Linked DNA regions of Zea mays: region 2 is linked to region 1. The links are chromatin contacts, called in public Hi-C maps. All regions are on one chromosome and are shown on one strand. The core of a region is the stretch at or near the end of the contact, and the rest is flanking DNA. Distances in the headings are between cores, read along the strand shown.

Region 1 (3,230 bases), core at 367-2,866:
TTTGAGTGACGAGTCCACTCCGATCGTAGAGGATTCATCACCTTAGTTTATTTTGATTTTTGAATCAAAAAGTCCATAACCAATGTTCCACATCATTCTTTTTGAAAACAAAGGATTTTTCAGTTTCTAAGCAGGGTTAAGCATTATCAGTTCTTTTTTATAAATCAGGGATCAAGGTATAGTATTCAAATTCCAAGGAATGGCAATGCATCAATTGTTCATCACACAACTCCTATCACATAATTCATCATTTAAGGTGATAAAGCATTTAAAACACAAGGAATGGACAAATGCATCGGGGCTTGCCTTTGTTGCAGAGAAGATCCAAAATCCTTCTACAAGATAACCAGTTAGATGGAACCCCACCAATGGATATTCAGGCATTGGAGCAAATTTCTCTTCGATGTCCCCTTATTCAGGGATCTCTACATGAGATAACATGCTTATGAATGCTTGTGCAATGCCATGAAAATACAACTTGCATAGAGGGTAACAAATACTATATCTAGAATACACCTACAAGCTATCATCACAAGCGACGGGTCATCAGGGAGCTAATCCTTTTAAGACTTCACCCAAACACCTCAACTTAATAAGTAACATTATCTCATCACTAAGACATTAGATGCCCTAATTACCCAAGGATGAAACCATTTTATCGATTTTGAGAAATAATTAATTTGCTAAGCAAACCATGTCCAAACAGCTTCAAACTTAACCCAAGAGTTAATACAGCGAAGAGAAGCTTACACAAAATTTTCCACAATTTTTAGTGCTCAATTTTCATTGAATGATTTGTTTCGCTAATGACAAAAGTCTTTATAATTAAGTGAATATTTGATGAATAAATAAATGCACCCCAAAATGAACTGCACCCTATAGCGAGTGGATCTAAGCCTACGTAATACCGAAGTCGAGGGGAGGTTCGTCAAAATAGTGACGAAACCGCCTTCGGCAACACACCAAGCATCAGGCGAACATCACCCGAGACTTCATTTTTCACCATTTAACTCCTCTTGTCCGCTAATTAAACAACTGCGACACATATGCACAATCATAAGGTCCGATCCAATGGCGCAAGTCATAAGCCGATTTTAAACATTCGCGGAACAATTTTTCCTCGGGCACTCACAACCATGCTCCCGATTAATTCAAACGCACACAACCACGCCACCAACCAAGGCGCAACTATCGAACGACAACCAGACATATTTGCGACACCTACAATAATTCTGTTTATTGAACACTTATCTATGTCTAGCACGGCTGGCGACAGACTTGAAGAAAATGAAGCGTGAGTAGCGAGGAGCGCGACGAAGTCGAAGGAGAGGCTGTGGGTCGTGGAAATCGACGACGTGAAGGAGTTGCGGGGTCGAGTATGGCCGGCGAGGAGACGACGATGACGATACCACGACGCGTGTGATGGACAAGCACGCGACGAAGCGTTTGCTAGCGAGCTCCACCGAGAGCGCGGCACGACAGTAGACGGCGGGGACAGCGACGTGGTGACGAGAAGCACAGCTGGTGCTAGGGCGGGACGGCGTAACCAAGAACTGGGGCGTGATGGGGAGGGAGCTCGACAGTGAGGAGCTTGGCTGGACCTGGAGAAAACAGCCGGCGAACAGGGCAGGGAACACGGCTGGGAGGGCGCTCTCGGCTGGGGTTCACTACCAGGCCGACGTCCAAGTTTCAAGTCCTCGACCATTTGAATACGCACAGGGGCAGCCACGTGCCAGAACACGGGCGAGAAACATGTAGAGGCTTAGCGACGAATGACACGAGATAGCGGCAAAGGGTGAACGAGAAACGTGTAGAGGCTTAGCGACGAATGACACGAGACAGCGGCAAAGGGTGAAGCAGGCACATTGGTGACTCAAATTTGGATAAGCACGGATCCATAATAACACGAGCTGGGCCAGGGTCTTCAATCCTTTATTGATCAGCTTATCTAGGAGCACCCACCCAAAGGCCCTGCATGGAGTGGAGAGAAAACACTAGCGTCAGTCCCAGCGTTCGCTGCTGCAGAAAGCTTCAGAAACCAGAAGCTGAACTCCACAATTCTTGACTGAACCTCTATTGTTATCCTGCCAAAATCTCCCAATCTAAATTTTAAACTGTGAACAAAGCACTGTATCAAGCCTGAACCTAAAACTTCCAATCAGATTTTTCTCTCATTTCCCTATGCTGGCTTGATACACTTTCTTACTAGGAGTTGCTCTTCTATGATCACTCTCCAACTTTACTTTAAAGAATACCAGCTAAAACTCAACAAACTTGTTATGGAACTCCAAAGTTGTAGCAACACCACCGAGCTGCAGCAATTCAGCTAACTGAATTTCATGCAGCACACACCTATTTGACAGAGCAGCTCTGAGCTCAATTTAGTCACAAATCTTTTTTGGAAACATGGAGATCTCCGTTAACCAAACTTGTTGAAAACATATAGCTCTACAATTTTTCTGCAGACACCTGTGGTCTAAAGCTCACAAATTGAGAGCTATAGCGCTCCAAAGTTAGGTGAAAATACTGCTGCTCTGCTTGAGCTAACTGAACCTGAAACTGCACATCACATGCCTGACAGCGATAGTTCAAGCACATTTTACTCCACTTTTCATGCAACATCAGGCCAGACACACTTCAACAAACTTGCTCACCATTCTATGTTCTTTAACTTTTTTATAGAGACTACAACCCATAACTCCATGGATTAGTGATAAGAAAGCTCCAAAGTTGAGCAAAACTCACTAAAATTCAGTTTCAGTGAACTGAACTAAGTCTGAAACTCAAAGTTTGACAACATGTTTTTGGATACCATTTTCTCCCATTTCTAGGAAAGATCAGGGGGATTCACCTTAATGAAAATTACTCACCACACTACCCTCTAACAGTTTTCTATAGAGAGTGCAGGCCATAACATTATGTATCAGTCACAACAGAGCTCTAAAATTTGGTGAATAATGCTGAAACTGCACTTCAACTTACTGAACAAATTTCAGAACAACAGAATCTGACAGCAAGGTTTTGAGCTTCTTTTGCTCCCCGTTCCATATTGTTTTAGGGCTACCACAATGAATAAAAGTTGTTCACCTATAAATACTCTACAAGTTTGCTATTGTTATCTTTTACCAAAAGCTCATGGATTACATGATATTGAGTTCCAAAGTCAGCTCATCATAATAACTTTCAGAATTCCAAAAGTTAACCCCAATCTGAACTTTTGCAATTACTTC
Region 2 (2,916 bases), core at 307-2,806, 130 kb after region 1:
AGATAAGAAATAAAAATAGTGATGCATGAAACGGGTGAACAAGAAGAAACCAGGATGTTGCCGCCTGCTGGCCTCCTTGGTGAGCTTGAGCATGCTGATGGTAGTCCAACTGCACGAGGGCAAACAAAAGGAAAAAAGAACCATGGTTAGTTTTTTGCTGGATCGATTCTTCATTTTTTGGTAAACATGCAACTAATATAAGAAACAAATGGAATAATGTATGAGATGGGTGAACAAGAACGAACCATGATTCAATAAAATAGTTAGTTGCCCCTGTGTTACTATGTTTCTATATTCACAATATTTATAATATCTATCCTTTATAGAACATACACAAATATGAGCTCTTATGGTTTCAGGATCACTCAAGTCTCCCAAGTGTATATCGAAGAAGTTTGAGAAAAGTCCCAATGATGAAGGTGGAGAGAGCTCATAGATTATGCGGTACAGTGACATTGGTGGGACTAACTCCATCAACGTAATCAAGCTTCCTGAAGCACAAGAAGAAAAGGAAAATTAAGTCAATGTAGTTTTATTTTCCAATTTGTACAACAACAACCATCTTAAAAAGCCTTTCTCAATAAAACTGTGGGTGGTACCGTCTTACCAACAATGGTGCCAAATGTAACCAACAAGAACTGTTTCAGGCCTAGATTTAGTGCATCCGACTCTTTCGCTCTTTCTAGTCCAGAATTAATCCAATTGGAACACTTTTGCCTAGAACGCTTCTTCTCCTTGCTCGGCAGCCTAGGATTGGAAAAGGTTGTTTGAGAAAAATATGAGTTACAGGCTTACAACTTCAGACATGTGATAGCCAAACCTGAATCAACTAAAAGCATGTATGAACAAATGCAAAGAACCATCTTGATAGCGAACTTACAAACACAAAGAATAATCAACCAAAGGCATGTCTTACTGCTTCTTTATAAGCTTTCTCAAATTACAGTCTTGCTACCAAAATAAGAACCATTCACTGTATACAATAAGAAGCTCTAGTAAATGGCAGAGTAGTAGTAGTAGTCAAAACTGACCGATTGCGCTGATTCAAACACTACTCTGGATACCTGCAGAGTAAAACATGCACTGCTAGTATAGCAGTAGCTGTCATTCTTCCCTAACCTCATAGTCAAGCCCCTTTCTGCATATTATTCAGATAACACAATATTTATCACTCAATTGGTAACCATCAGTGTGTATAACACAATATTTACCAAAATAAGAACCAACGTCGCCGGTATGGGGCCGGTGAGGCCGGGGTTGGACTTGAGCACAATCTGCTCGAGCGAGGACGACGACGTGAACAGCGCGGTCGACGTCGAAGCAGACGAAGACGGAGAGCATCCGGAGGTGCGGCAGGCCGCGCAGCGAGGCGGGGTCGAGCCTGGCCCCGGGCCTGCAGGGCGGGGTGGTGACGTCGGGGGCCAGGTGGAGGCGGGTGGTGTGGAGCACGCGTGCGTCGTCGGGCGCGAGCTCGCACTGCAGGCCCGGCAAAGGCGTGTCGGTGTAGGGTCGCGGGTGGAGCTGCGGCCACGCCGGGTCGCCGAGGAGGTCCGCCATCAACCGGAAGATGGCCGCCAGCTCCGCCCCCGGCAGCTCTGGCGCCGGCGCGTCCCATCCAGGGATTGCGGGTGATGGGGATCGCAGCTAGGAGGGTGAGGAGGGCGCGATGGGGAGCGAAGCAGAGGGGGAGGATGTCGGGGGTGTGGGGGGAGAGGGCAGAACCGTGCACCGTGAACGCCTACACTATAGTCTTAAGTAGTAGTAGAGATTTGTCACCTATTGTGGAGCTTCACCCGAACCATCAGACCAGCCCCCCGTGCGCCCTCTTACCAGGCATATACACCCCACGCACGTGACCCATGTCAGACTAAAATGCACGTGATCCTCCTAAGACCGGCTCCAACGGAGCCCCCTTCTTCCTCCCCTAACAAAACGGCGTGTATGACTCCTCCCCTCCTTGTTGCAACCTAACTCCCTCCCTCCCCCTCATTTGGGTGTGTGAGGGATTTCACCGTGTGGAGAGGGGGAGCTCTAATCTCCCCCACTTCATTAATCAGTAAAATTAAATGTAGAATTAATTGTTTTCAATTTTAAGTACCAGATAACAATGTGTAGTATGATATTATAAATATTCTATAAATTTTAAAACTCCAAAAACTGATATATAAAAGTAAAATATTTCACATAAAGTGTAAAGGGTGGGCCTGATAGGGAGAATGGATTGAGAGGATGAGAAAGAGAGGGAGAAATGAAAGATGGGGATATATTTAAAAATGAATAAAAGTACGAATAGGGGAAAAGTGAGGGGGAATGGTTGGAATCAGTATAAACAGATTTGATTATGATTTTACATCGAAACCAGTAATAAAACCGGCGGCTCCGATCCCAAAAAAGACCTAACAACCTCGATCATAATATGCGCAACCATTTTCGCTTCTTCCTTCTGTGCCTCTACCGAAAAGATCGCCTTAACTACCTGCAAATAACATATTCTCCCATATAGGGCTGGATAATGAGCCAGCTCGGCTCGTTTTGGTTCGTCTCGTTCTAGCTTGTTAGTGTAACGAGCCAGCTCGGCTCGACTCATTATAATAACGAGCTAAATGTCTAGCTCGACTCGACACGTTAGCCAGCTCGAGCTGGCTCGATAAGCTCGTGAGCCATACTAACAAAAAAACACGAATTCATGAATATACAAGCATAGAAGTGTATAAACATGTATATAACAATAGCATATATTGTAAAATAAGAAAATAAATATTTAAACCACTTCCATAATACATAGTTTAATACTTCCATTCCATATCTCCATATCTAATCTAGGCTAATCTAGGAAGCACTCTATCAATCCAAAATATTAATATGCAATACGAGTATGCAGCCACATGTGACATGCCCACATATCAACTTGCACAT

What was found. Hi-C and Micro-C count contacts between places; a contact is called where the count stands out from the background.
Region 2: a Hi-C map of leaf shows a contact between it and region 1, with 7 times the contacts expected there. The contact joins the promoter of LOC103642619 here to the enhancer-like site in region 1. A contact is called at or near these places in 3 of 25 Hi-C or Micro-C datasets (ear, leaf and tassel).

Annotation. Positions count from the first base shown.
Region 1 is chr10:92,050,780-92,054,009 of Zm-B73-REFERENCE-NAM-5.0, forward strand. No RefSeq gene overlaps it. Among protein-coding and RNA genes, the nearest start is that of LOC100278365, 17 kb to the left of the region's middle. Within about 2 kb of position 1,617, at least 4 of the 20 cell types and tissues checked have an H3K27ac peak or open chromatin away from gene starts, as enhancers often do. A contact at or near this core is called in leaf, where this site is marked.
Region 2 is chr10:92,184,656-92,187,571 of Zm-B73-REFERENCE-NAM-5.0, forward strand. LOC103642619 reads right to left here and starts at 1,557. Exons shown (of 3, transcript XM_008665850.1): 1 at 1,224-1,557; 2 at 1,065-1,138. The coding sequence starts at 1,557.